4 separate regions of the Sus scrofa genome follow, and all the other regions are linked to region 2. The links are chromatin contacts, called in public Hi-C and targeted proximity ligation maps. All regions are on one chromosome and are shown on one strand. The core of a region is the stretch at or near the end of the contact, and the rest is flanking DNA. Distances in the headings are between cores, read along the strand shown. Region 1 holds the start of AHCYL1 (adenosylhomocysteinase like 1). Region 2 holds the start of CSF1 (colony stimulating factor 1 (macrophage)). Region 3 has its middle 41 kb from the start of EPS8L3. Region 4 has its middle 12 kb from the start of EPS8L3.

Region 1 (3,081 bases), core at 148-2,647, 65 kb after region 2:
CCCCACCTCTCCTGCTCTCCAGCCCCTGACCCATAGCCCTATTCCATCAGCTCTGCCATATGAAGGTAGTGAACTGAGGTTTGGCGCTTGCCGTCATCCTCTACATGGATTACAGCTGCTGACCCGAAGCACCCTCTGAGCGGAGCTCAGGGTGGAGATCAGGAGTGAGGCACTCTGGGAAAACTGGAAGAACAGGTCTTCAGATACATTATTTTTAGGAGAAGATTTTATGTGCCTAATTCTTGCACCTCCTCGTATCTGGAAAAACTCTAAAATCCTTCAGGGTGGTGTCTGCTCCTTGGGACTAGTAGTGACCTTCAAGAGGCCAGCAAGAAACTTGTGTAAATGTGTGTGCATGGCCGTATGCACCTCCCCCTTCACCTTAATTGCATATATCCTGCTATTCTCCCTTTCCCCTTCTGAAATACCACCCACCCCACGCCCCACCAGGCTGTACTTCAGTGGACAGAAGAAGAGATGTCACAGTGACCTGTGAAGAATGCAGCCACCTCTAGTAGTCACCTCCAAGGGTGAGCTGGTGAGCCCCCAAGGGCTATGAAAACTCAGGATACTGGGCCCCTAAAGCTGAGGTGCATATCAAGGGCATGATTTCAGTGAGCCCAGACTACTTTTGTTCCTGCAATCTGCTCTTTGTAGCAAAAACGCCTATATATCTCACCTAGCTCCCCCCTCACCTCCTTAGAGCGGTTTCTCAGGGCTACCTGAGATGCTGTCCCCGGGGCTTACGTCTGAATTTTGCCCCAAATAAAACTTAACTCTCAACTTTCAGGCTGAGCATTTTTTTTAAGTCGACAAGGTCTTGTAAACAAGCAAGGCCCAGGAGAGACCGGGGCAGGCGAGGTCACAAAGGGCGGTGAAGACACCACACTGCTCTGGGGACCCTTCTGGCCACCCTTAAAGTCTCAAAGTAGCAGCCCCTTGAAAAGGGGCTTGTGGTTCAAAGGGCCTGGGTGGGAGCAGTGAGTGAGTGGGCTACAGCTCGGGCCCCAGAAGTTTCCTAGGACTGGCTCTAGGCTGTGTACTGCAAGGCTCTGGTCCTTGCTCCCAAGCATCCCTCACCCTTCTGAGGCCTTGCCTGGGATCCCGCGCCCTCCAAAGACCCCGCCTCACACACCCCGCCGCCTGTTCCTCGGCATCCTTGCAGGAACCACGCGCCACTCACAGGGCGGATGGCGCCACCTGGCGACGCGAAGGGTCCAGCTCCCCGCAGAAGCTTCATCACCCGCGAGCTAGGAGGAAAGGGCTGGCTTCTGGCGGCCCAGTCCAAAGTGGTGACGTCATGACAGAGCGCCGTTTCTCCACGCCTCTCCCCCGCCCGCCTGGAGCTGCCAGTACCCGACGTGGCGTCACCGCCCTCTACCCTTACTTTGCGTGCGTATTTGCGTGCGGCGGAGGTGGCGGCGCGGGCTGGTCGGAGCTCCGGGTTGCTGATTCTGGCGCTCCTGTGGCCGCCGTAGCAGTCCCGCTGCCTTGGACCGCCGAGCCGACGAGGCGCCGGCTCCAGCACCTCGGCACCGGCCGCAGCTCGGCGCGGGGCCCGGCGGGAGGGTGGGCGAGCGCGTGTCCGAGGGCGCCGCGCGGGCGGGCGGGCGGGCGCCCGTGAGGGAAAGAGGCGGGGGTGGTGGGGCAGCCGCGGGCCGGGCCGGCCGGGGGATGTCGATGCCTGACGCGATGCCGCTGCCCGGTGTCGGGGAGGAGCTGAAGCAGGCCAAGGAGATCGAGGACGCCGAGAAGTACTCCTTCATGGCCACCGTCACCAAGGCGCCCAAGAAGGTGCGGGGGCTCTGGGTGGCGGCGGGGGTACGGGCGGGGGCCTCGCGGAAGGGGCGCGAGCGAGCCCCGAGTCCGGGCTCCAGCAAGTTCGGGACTTCAGGGGCGAGGTTTGAGGGACCCGGGACGGCGGAGGTCGTGTAAGGGGTGGCGGGTGAGCGGCCCCAGGCCTATCCCCAGCTGGAAAGGCCGCCCCTGACCTCACTTTCCTTTGTCCCTCGGCCCTAATCCTTCGGGATCTTTTCGAAACCCGGCAGGGCCGGGCCTTAAATTTGCGGCTGACTTTTCTTGGCTGAAGGGCCTCGGAGACGGGACTGGGAGGGGGTGAACCAATTCAGTTGACCCCGGTGACCAGCCCCAGGGGATGAGAGTGTACGGGAAATCTCCCGTCAAGTGAGTGGGTAAATCTGATAGTGTTTCTTTGGGCACATCTTTGGGAGCTGTGGTCGGTTTATCCAACAACTACGTGTGATCTTGGAGGCAAGATGAAAAAATGCGTGGAGCTAGCTCTTGTATGCAGGTGAAAACTGTGAGGGCAAATTGAAATTGAAAAGAAAACTTTGATTTTCATCTTCTGTGGTCATCGAGTTGCTTCGACGTATGTAAGAAATTAACATTTGGAGGTTGGTGATAGACACTGTCATGGATACAGGTTGATCGTAGAGTCATGCCCATAGATCACTGAGACATCCCTAAAGAAAGGAGCCTGGGTGGGTTGGAGGGGTGGGAGGTAAGGAACGATTGCTCATTCTTAACTGCACTTAGGAGGCAGAACAAGTTTAGTCTCTTGTGCTGTGGGTTGAGCTCTAAGGACGTCTTTCGCATTCTCTTTTCGTGGAAGATTAAATGGCAACCTTTGGAGGTTTGAATCTAACCAACTCTCTGAGCGGCTGAATTAGGATCCCTAGTACTTTCTGAGCATTGCTGCCGAATAGTCCTTGACCTTCTGCATACCTGGCACGCAGTTAACCCTAGACCAGAGAACCTTTGCAGAGAGGTGACCTTTCTGAAACCAGCAAAAACCTGAATAGACATTTCCCTCCTGTATAAAGACAGAGTTTCAAGGCTATCTCTGCCTACAGTGTCTGATGGGAAGCACTGTTTGTATAAGCTGCACAAAGCAGGGTTCACAGGAATAGTTACAGTCCTTCAGGATGAACGAGTTAAGCTGTCATAAGTGGGAGAGATGATTTTTTTTTAAAAGAAATTAATCTACTATTCCAGAAATCAAATGCAAGATTGAAAAGACAGGGTACCATTGTGTGGTTTAGCTCTGTCTTCCCATAAAAT
Region 2 (3,224 bases), core at 658-3,157:
CGTGCTGACAAAGAAAGGCTGCCTTCCAGAGCTGCATCCTCACACCGGCCTCAGTGAGCCCGAGGCAGCGCTGGGTCAGGGAAGGGGAAGCAGTGGAATTTACTCCCAGCTCCACAAGTCAAGAGGTTTATCTCCTTACTTTACTTCCTTAACCTCTTATCCTTAAGAGCAAATGGTATCAACCCATTGTCTTAAATCGGCTTGTACTGGGCCCATTTAACAATGCCCAGGGGAAGTAAGCCCTCAGCCTCCTTCCTCTGGCTGGGCTCGGTCTCTGCTCTTCCTTCCGCAAGGCTCTGAGCATCCAGGGCTTCCCCACACCCTTTAAGCTCCAATTGCTCCCAAGCCCAGGAAAGCAGGTATGTCAGCGTGTCCATTCTTAGGCCCAGCCTGGTGCCTGTCGCATCACAGCCACATGGTGTGCATTTGTCAAATGAATGAATCATTCTCTAATGGCCTCATTTGATTCGGTCACTGTTAAGTGGGCACCTTCCATGTGCTAGGCACTTGATTTGGAGGTAAATGACCACGAGACCACCCTGGAGAAAGTTCTCAGTCCGGGGTAGGGGTGAAGTTTCAATCTGATGATCCAAAACATAACTCTCAGTACCACCTTAAGTACTTTTTAGAATGATGTGGGGCATGAGCGAATGACAGTGGATCAGGGAGACCGCAGAGAAAGGAGCCCAGTCCAGTGAGACCACAGGAACAGGAAACATTGATCCGCCCGAGGAGTGGAAGAAAGCTCTGCTGCTGAAGGATGTGGTGTGCTTTCAACCTTGAAGGATGAGGCGTTTGCCTTAAGGACAAGTGGGGAAAGGAGCGTTCTTTGCTGGGGGACCACTATGAGCAAGGGCACGAAGGTGTAAAATTACCGCTTGAGGGTGGATGACAAGAAATGCCCCTTCCAGACCAGACTGCCCTGTATTTCCAAGGGCTGCCAGTGGGTGGTCACACAGAGAGAGCGAGAAACATTGAATCACAGCCAACTGAAGAAAGAGAAAGCTCCCAAATTTGGCATTGTAATTACCAGGCTCACCCTATTAAGCCTTGTTTAAATTCATTCTCACGTAGAGACAAAGTGTGATTAATCAGCTCAGTAAAAGCATTTTCAGAAACATCGGGGGAAATCTAGAGCCAGGATGCCTATCTCCCCAGGTCTGGACGCTCAGGAGGGAGCAGGGTACCAGCCAGCATTTACATCACCTGCAGGTCTGGTGCCGGGGAGCATCTCCCGGCACACAGCAGAGCCTCCCAGCTCCCTGTCACAGGACACAATCCATCCCATTCTGGCCAGGCAGTTAGCCTCTCTGCCTGGACGCTGCCTCCAGACTGGGAGACGAGAGGCTGGGCGGGCTGCTGGGGGGCTGCCTAGGCAGGAGAGGGCTGCCTACAAACTTGCTGACTCAAGCTCCACAAGGTGTTGCAGCATTCGCATTGGTCTCCAGCGTTTTTCCCTACTCTCGGAGCATTTCCTGCTCAGATTTGGGAATTTTCAGGCTTAGAGGGAAAGTCCCTTGAAGCGAATATTAGAAAAAGAGAGAGAGAGCACCCAATCCGCCTGGAGAGCGCGGAAGGGAAGGCAAGGCTCTGTCCAGAGCCGGCGCGCTGGGGGACGGGAGGCGGCGGAGCCCGCGTTACTTTCTCAAAGGCGCCGTCGTTGAGCACAGCAAAGAGGGCGACTGCAAGACTAGCGGGGAAGACCAGCCCGCGGGGTGGGGGCGGGGAGGCGGTTCAGTGGGCCTCTGGAGTGTGTGTCTGTGTCAGTGCGCGCGCGCGCGGGTGTGTGTGTGCATGTGTGTGTGTGTGTCTGGCGCCTGTCCAAGGTGATTTCCCATAAACCACATGCCTCACAAGTCCGCTTAAAAGGCTGTGCCGAGGAGCTGGCCAGTGGAGCCCGGCTCAGGGAAAGTGAAAGTTTGCCTCGGTGCTCTTGGCGCTGCCGTGGGTCCCTCCGCACTCCCGGGACAGCAGCGCGGCCCTCGGCCGGGGCGCGGACTCTGCAGCGGCCAGCGAGCGAGCGAGCGCGGGCGGCCGACGCGCCCGGCCGGGACCCAGCTGCCCGTATGACCGCGCCGGGCGCCGCCGGGCGCTGCCCTCCCACGGTAAGCGGCGGTCGCGGCTCGGGGCCCGGGCTGGGCTAGGGCGGGAGCTCCGTGGCTCGGCGCGGCCCCTCGGAAGCCCCTACCCGGGCGGCCGGCTGCCGAGGCTCTTCCGCCCGGGCCGCGGGCTCGGGTTTCCATCCCATCTTTGCGCGCCGACTGTCCGAGGCCCCTCGTGCGCTCCGGCTAGAACCAGAGACGGCCCTGCAGCTGCTCCTGGGGCTGCAGCGCTTGTCCGGGAAAGGGAGGGCTGCTCACCCCATTGCACAGGCGGGCACACTGAGCCACCCGCCGGCAGGAGAGAGGGCTTCGCAGCTGCAGCGCAGAGGCTCCCTCCTTGCTTCTTTTCCTTATGAATCAGCCTCCAACGAGGAGCAGGCGGAGTGGCTGTGAGATGAGGGTGGTGCTTTCCCAGTGGGCATTCCTCCCCGGCCATAAACACGTCCTGCTGGGGAGTGGGCACGTCGGGATGACGAAGGTTCAGGAGCCATCCAGCTTATAGAATGCCAAGGCAGCCCAAAAAAAGGGGGCCAGGGCAAGCCACTACTTGTTCCAGCACACAGGCAGGAGCTGTTGGGCACTTGGGTGGCTGGATCAAGTCTGTCTGTGGGGGACATGGCCCCAGAGTTGCGTGGGGCCAGCTCTGAATCTTCTTGTCAAATATGGTTCAGTCCCTTGGGGAGATCCTGGGCTTGGTGGTGGTAGAGGAGGTGGAAGGAGGGTTTGCGGTTGCAGAATTGTGGACCGGGGCTGCGGGCTGCTCAGGACTGCACAGGGGCTGTCCCGCCCCAACCTCGGGCTGTAGCTGGGGCAACCCCTAGACAATGCAGGGTGGCACCATTCCTGCACAGTAAGTGGTCTCCCAGTGAGTGTGCTTCTGTGAAACCCTGGAGGACAACCTGGGGTCGTGGGGCAGGGGGGAGAGAAGCAGAAAAATATTTGGAGGATAAGAGAGGGGGCTGCAGATAGGGTGAGAGGGAAGAACCCTTCCACGGAGGAGGAAGAGCCCAACTGAGAGAGAAGAGATGGGGTCAGAAGGGAAAATCAGGAAGGATGAGGTGAAAGGCAACAAGACAAATAGGGGCTGGAAGTGAGACCTCTGAGGAAGGAGGAGAGTAAAAT
Region 3 (3,439 bases), core at 62-2,561, 73 kb before region 2:
CCCACAAAAGGCATGTCTCAAGGCCAGGAAAGGAAGGAGAGCTGGGTGCCCGTGTTCCCTTCGCACCCAGTTGGTATGGGGAGGGTTGGGGGCAGATGTTCGGGGCCGAGAGAGGCTGGCTGTGCCCCTATAGTGGGGGGCCGCCTGGGCCTAAGCCAGGGCTGCACTGGGGCTGTGCTGGGTCTCCATGAGCACTGGAAGCTGCTCTGAGAGCTCAGATGGCTGGCATTACCCCGAAGCCTGGCCTGTTCCAAGAAATCACTCTAAAACCCGTCAGTGACCCGGAGGAAGAATTTCCTCCAACCTGGTTTTACTTCCTTGCAAAAGTTACAGGCTTGGAGTTCCCGCTGTGGTGCAGTGGGTTGGCAACCTGGCTGCAGTGGCTTGGGTTACCAAGGGGGCGTGGGTTCGATCTCTGGTCTGGCACAGAGGGTTCAAGCACCCGGCATTGCAGCTGTGGCTCAGATTCCATCCCTGGCCCGGAAGCGTCTGTGTGCTGTGGGTGCGGCCATTAAAAAAAAGTTACAGGATCCTCAGAGGTAGAACTTAGAAAAGGCGGAAGCACACAACAGAAACACACATAGGAGAAAGCACACACACAACAGAAACACACACACACACACACCCCGATCCTTCACCTACCGTGGAATTGGGCTGCAGACCGCTCATCTCTCTAAGCCTGTGCCATGGAACACACATGTGGCCCTGAAGCATCGTGCAAAGCCCACCCAGTCACACACAACCATCCACAAGCACTGCCACCACACACCATGACTGTCAGCAGCACACAGCCACCTAGAGTCACAGGTAACCCCAGGCCACCCTGCATTCACAGGCCACGACACACAAACACACGAAACCACACACACTGTGCACAGTGAGTCCTAACCACAAACATTCACACTCACATTGTTCATCTGTGTGTGGTCACACACAAGTGGACACTGGGACAGGGACTCTGAATCCACACACTCACGCATAGGCTCACAGCATCCTACACAACCACAGTCCCACAAAGCCACACGCAGGAACAGCGCACACTGTCGCAGGTGCTTTAGCCCAAGCAGCAAGGGCAGGGGCTGGGGGAGCCTTGCTCTCTGCCATGGGGGTTGGAGAGGGCCTGGCTGGGGCTGAGTCGGGGACAGAGGCGTCCACTCAGCCCCCCAGATCGTCCACGTCCTGGCCATCCCTTCAGAGCAGCAGAAACCGGGAAGTGGGTCGGCGCTGCTTCCGGGCCAGCAGAGCATTCCAGGGACCTGATGCAGTGTCCGCGGCCTCCTCCCTCCCTCGCCTTTAGCCCCACTGGGCTTCTGGCAGGAACTGGCGGGAAGCTTGGACCAGGGGGACTGCAGTGAGTCAGCAGAAAAGGGCTCAGGGAATGCGGGTGGGTGACCAACGGGGCCTGCAGTTGCTGAAGCTTCTGAGGGAGGAGAGGCCGCCCTGCCCTGCCATCCCCGACCCCGGGGAGGAGGGAGGGTGACAGCACGGGGCTGGGTGGTGATGGCCATTTCTCAGCTAGACCTATGTGCCAGGAAGCAGAGGTAGGGGGCTGTGCGCCCCCCCCCCCCCATCGGTTGCTCTCCGGCCTCCCCGGTCCGCCCTGGCACTGAAAACCACTCTCCAGCATCGCCGAGCCATTCATTCATTTATCCAGCCATCCATGGAGCCCCTACCACACCAAGATGCATGACTCGTGCCTTCTAGTGGGAAAGGCTGCCTGAAAGATGAGTCCAGGGCAATGTAGGAAGAGAGATGTACGTGTGCTCTTGTAGAAGCCGCTGCGGCTGGCAGCTTGGAGCCCTTGACCTCCAGCCCTTGCTCCAGAGGCCAGGACGGCAGCCGCTGGGGGTGCTCTTCCTTTAGGGTGTCTGGACCTCTGACCTCTCCCAAACAGGACAGGCAGCCCAGACAGGACAGCCCTTCCAGGGAAGAGGAAGGCATGTGTGGGCATGACTGTTAATAATACAGCTATTTTTATTTTCCCAACACTCAGGGAAATACTGTTTCACAACCAAAGGACAAACTTGTAAATGCCACATCTGAAGGAAATCTTTGTAAAATGACTTCCTGCCTCCGGCAGCCCGACAGCATCCCCACAAGCATTCTTCTTGCTGTCTCAGGGTTCTGATGGCCGACTTCTGTTATCACCATGCCAGATATGGAGCTCCTTTCCTGGGCACAGGGTATGGGGTCAAAAAACACTCAGGAAGGAACACATGCCAATCGGCCCAGACCTCTGGGTGGAAACATTGGAAAGCGGTGGCAGAAGAACAGAACGCTCCCTGGCACAGAGCATGGGGGGGGTGCCCACACTGCAGGGTCTTTCTCTTGGTCCCTGGAGTCTTCTCAAGAGGAGCATGACGCTTCCTGCCCTCCTGTCTTCTCCACTGCAGGGCTCAGCCGCTTCCCCTCCTCTGGGCACCGCCGGGCATCCTCCCTGCCTTGCCTGAAGACTGCATCCCAGTCTCACTGTATCCTGCCCTCCTGGTTGTCCTTGAACTTGAAGACAAGCACCTGCCATGTTCCTTCTCACCTCCTCTAATCGCTCCAGGGAATGAGACGTTCACAAAAATCAGAACAGCAGGAAAGTTACGAAGGTTCTGGAATCTCACAGAGTTCATACATCCCAACTGGTTATCCATTTGAAAAAAAGAAAATTCAGCCTTTCCTCACAGGTATACTACAATGTTTTAAATTCCAGATGGGTAAAATATTTAAATATGAAACGACGCCACAGACGTTGTGGGAAAAAAAGCCACACACACGAGTCCATGTTTTGTTATTTTAGGGTAAGACCTTTGAGGCAGAAAACCGGAAAAGTCTGATACATTGAACCACATAAAATTTGTAAAGTTCTGACAACAAAAGCTCTATATACAAAGTCAACACACAAAGGACAAGCTGGGGAAAATATGAGCAGCAGATTACACAAAGGGTTTTCACAAATCAACAACAGAGGATATGCAATGGGAAAAGAACAAGGGCCGCGAGCAGGTAATCCATAGAAGAGGAATTAAGATTAGGGTACAAGTGGGTTCAGAGATGCTTAGCCTACCTTGCAGTTTAAAAAGGCCAAATTAACTCTCTGGGATGGCAAACATTACAAAGATGGGTGACAGTACATACTGACAAGAGGAAGGTTAATGGGCCTTTTCCTAGGCTATGTTATTGGAAGCAAAAATGGGTAACAACCTTTTTTCGGAGGGAAACTTAGCAATATCTATTAAAGTTTGAATATGCAAGCCCTTTGATCCAAGAGTTCTATTTCTAGGATTTTTTTTTTTTTTTTTTGTCTTTTAGGGCTGCACCCGTGGCATGCGGAGGTTCCCAGGCTAGGGGTCGAATCGGAGCTACAGCTGCTGCCTACAGCACAGCCACAGCAATGTCAGATCCGAGCCACATCTGTGACCCACACCACAGCTCATGGCAATGCCAGATC
Region 4 (3,425 bases), core at 143-2,642, 100 kb before region 2:
GGAGCCTACTCTGAGGACGGGGACAGCTTCCCTTGGACACAAATTCCCCCCATGTCCAGCTGCATGTCAGGGGGGCCTCTGCCTAGCCCCCCCCCAGCCCCGCCTCTCTCTGACAGCTGTGAGGGCGAGGGGGCTGGAGCATCATCAGGGACCTGCACTTTAAGCCCAGCCCCGCTTCCCCTCCCGAGGGACACTGCCAGCCTCCCAAAGGCCCTGGGGGCTGGTGGGAGAAACGGAAACATGAGGCGCTGGGATTGATCACCTGCCCCACCCAGCACTGATTATGCTCCAGCTCTGTGCGGGGTCCTGTGCTGAACCCCTGAGCCTATGCGTGTTCCAATGTGACTATCCTTTAGTCTAGTTGCTGATGAGACGAGGGCGGGCACACGCCACCAGGGACAGGGATGAGCTCTGGATGAGGACAAGTTCAGTCAGCCAGGAGGTGAGATTTGAACTGGAGCTTTTGTTTCTTTCTTTGTTATTATTATTATTATTTGCTTTTTATGGCCACATGTCATTTGGAAGTTCCCAGGCTAGGGGTCGAATCGGAGCTGTAACTGCCAGCCTACGCCAGAGCCACAGCAACGTGGGATCCGAGCCACGTCTGCGACCTACACCACAGCTCACAGCAATACCAGATCCTTAACCCACTGAGCGAGGCTAGGGATCAAACCCGCAACCTCATGGTTCCTAGTCGAGCTTGTTTCCACTGAGCCACGATGGAAATTCCTTAACCTGGATCTTGAAGCAAAGAGAAAAGGCAGGGCGTTGCTGGAAGGGGAAGGTCTGCATGGAGGCTGGAGGTCAGGACACACTGGCCAGTGTGTTCTGGGGACAAAGAACAGATGCGTCACCTGGGACCAGGGTGGGGGGAGGGTGTAGGAAGCCGTCAGTTTGGAAAGGGACATTGGAACCAGGTCCTGGAGGACTTTGCCAGGCCAAGGGGTTTGGACTCGAACAGTTAGGTTGAATAATGACACCACAGGACAGCGGGAAGGACCCGGGGCTGTGGGTGTTCTTTGTTTTCTGGAGCAGTATTGGCCAGGCAGCGTCCCTGCACTTTCCCCAGCCTCATTGGCTGAGGGGCCATTCCTTTTGTTGCCAGCAGGGGGCAGGACCGACCCATGATGTTTCTTTAGCCCAGGTCTGGGGTGGGGAGGAGCACCGGGGCCCAGAGGGAGGGAACAAGCCAGCTGTGCACAGCTGTATGTTTGTGTTGGTGTGTCGGGGTAGGGGGGTTGGCGGGGGGCGGGACATGCTGGCTCCTTTCTTCAAAAGGCCAATGGGTGGCCACTGAAGCTGCCAGGTTCCCATGACCTGACAGGACAGCCTTGGGTTGGGTGCTCATCCTTCTAGGGGAGCACCCCAGCCCAGCCCAGCTCTACAGCTGTACACCTTGTTTTGGGTACCTGTAACCCTTCCCCCTGATGAGGGAGCCCCAGCATCATGAGGTATCTGAATGGGGCCCTTCAGGGCACCCCCAGCTCCTTTGGAATCAAGCCAAACTAGAAAGGCATCTAGGGAGAAAGAGGTCCCGCCGCCCCACTCACTCTCTTCCTTAAGACAGAAGGTTGTCAGGTCATTCACGTGGGCCTTTGGCAGAGATATCCAGTGGCCTCTGTGCTAGAGACAGGGACACAAAGATGGAAGGGCAGCATTGCAGCCCAGAGACCCCAGTGCACAGGGCCAAAGACCCCCACGACTTAGCCACTGAGGGCTGAGGGGCTGCGAACACAGTGCCCAGAAGCCCTGAGGAGGAGAGGATGCTCCCGCTCATCCAGGGCTGCAGAGGTTTTGACCAAGGGGTTGGGACTGGACCTAAGCCTTGAAACACAAGTCAGATTTTTGCCAGATGGAGAAAAAGGAAAGACATCCTGGACAGCAGAGCAAAGGCTGTGTTCCGAGACAATGATGAACAGATAAGAGTTTTATTGAGATATATTAGACAGGTAACACTGTACATTTAAGATCCACACCAGGGAGTTCCTGTTGTGGCTCAGTGGTTAACGAATCCGACTAGGAACCATGGGGTTTTGGGTTCGATCCCTGGCCTCGCTCAGTGGGTTAAAGATCCGGCGTGGCCGTAAGCTGTGGTGTAGGTCACAGACGTGGCTCAGATCTGGCGTTGCTGTGGCTGTGGTGTAGGCTGGCAGCTACAGCTTTGATTTGACCCCTGGCCTGGGAACCTCCATATGCCGAAAGTGCAGTCCTAAAAAGGAAAAAAAAAAGAAAAAAAAAAGAAAAAAAAGATCTACAACATAATGAATCGATCCATGTGTATTGCACAATGATTACCATAAGAAGTTTAGTTATCTGGATGCTTCTTGTATGGTGATCTTTGTGCTCTATGATTTATTTATAATATTTATTTATGTTATGTTTCTAATTCTCACATCAACCCTCAAGGTGCCATGACCCCCACTTTACAGATGAAAAGACTGACGATCAGGGAAACAAAGTGACAGCCCCGGTGAGAAACATGGGAGCTGACATCCTAGGCAAGGACCATGTGACCCCGCTCAAGTTCAGGTGGGGGGGGTGGGTAGGAGGAATCACTCAAAGACCAGAAAAGTCCTAATCTCCCCAAGGACCCCAGCCTTGGCCCCCGCATCTCTAGCCAGGCTGGGGGAGCTTCCAGTCAGAGACTGTTCTCAAACAGCCATCCATCTGTCGGCCTTTTCACTTTTTCTTTTCCTTTTCCTTTGAGAAAAGTTCTTGTGCACAGGCCCGTCTTGCGGGTCAGAGATTTTATGTGGGCTTGGCTCAGCACAAACAGAGGGAGGAGCCCTCGGGGGACTGAGAGGAGGAGGGGCTGGATCAGACCCCAGGGCCCACCAGCCCGCCCCACTGAGGCTTGTGCTGTTATTTGCGGGCAGGCCTCTCTGTCGGGGCTCCCTTTGTCTCCCCTGCCTGTGTGGTGGGATGGAGGTGGGGAGCGGCCAGACCCTCTCCGTGGTCCTCCTGTTCCAGCTGAGACAGAGGTCTGTCCCTGCAGGGCTCCCCTCCTCTGCAAAGGACCCTCCAGGCTCCCCTCCCCTCTGGACCCCGGGACGGCCACCCTCACCTCCTCCAGTGGCGCCTTCTTGGTGAATCACCCAGTGCTCCCAAGCTGGAGGCCTTCAGCTTTTTCTTGCCAACGGCCCCTGAAAAAAATCAATTTGTAGGAGCTCCCGTTGTGGCTCAGTGGTATCAAACCCGACTCGTATCCATGAGGATGCCACTTCGATCCCTGGCTTCGATCACTGCGTTGAGGATCTGGTGTTGCTCTGAGCTGCAGTGTAGGTTGCAGACTCGACTCAGATCCAGCGTGGCTGTGGCTGTGGCTGTGGTGTAGGCCGGCAGCTGCAGCTCCGATTTGACCCCCAGCCTGGGAACCTCCATATGCCACAGGTGTGGCCTTAAAAAGACTAAAAAAAGAAAAAATA

What was found. A called contact is a pair of places that touch in the nucleus more often than the background predicts.
Region 1: a targeted proximity ligation map of skeletal muscle shows a contact between it and region 2. A contact is called at or near these places in 2 of 5 promoter capture datasets (fetal skeletal muscle and liver), 11 of 47 Hi-C or Micro-C datasets (alveolar macrophages, embryonic fibroblasts, heart right ventricle and 6 more) and 1 of 2 datasets of targeted methods (skeletal muscle).
Region 3: a contact with region 2 is called in a Hi-C map of retroperitoneal adipose tissue, with 1.4 times the contacts expected there. A contact is called at or near these places in 1 of 5 promoter capture datasets (liver), 8 of 47 Hi-C or Micro-C datasets (blood, embryonic fibroblasts, fibroblasts and 2 more) and 2 of 2 datasets of targeted methods (alveolar macrophages and skeletal muscle).
Region 4: a contact with region 2 is called in a Hi-C map of embryonic fibroblasts, with 6 times the contacts expected there. A contact is called at or near these places in 1 of 5 promoter capture datasets (liver), 14 of 47 Hi-C or Micro-C datasets (alveolar macrophages, blood, embryonic fibroblasts and 8 more) and 1 of 2 datasets of targeted methods (skeletal muscle).

Annotation. Positions count from the first base shown.
Region 1 is chr4:110,131,142-110,134,222 of Sscrofa11.1, reverse strand. It overlaps AHCYL1 (adenosylhomocysteinase like 1), which reads left to right and starts at 1,397. Exons shown (of 17, transcript NM_001201381.1): 1 at 1,397-1,794. The coding sequence starts at 1,675.
Region 2 is chr4:110,196,570-110,199,793 of Sscrofa11.1, reverse strand. It overlaps CSF1 (colony stimulating factor 1 (macrophage)), which reads left to right and starts at 1,907. Exons shown (of 8, transcript NM_001244523.1): 1 at 1,907-2,105. The coding sequence starts at 2,067.
Region 3 is chr4:110,268,788-110,272,226 of Sscrofa11.1, reverse strand. No RefSeq gene overlaps it. Among named protein-coding and RNA genes, the nearest start is that of EPS8L3, 41 kb to the left of the region's middle.
Region 4 is chr4:110,297,873-110,301,297 of Sscrofa11.1, reverse strand. No RefSeq gene overlaps it. Among named protein-coding and RNA genes, the nearest start is that of EPS8L3, 12 kb to the left of the region's middle.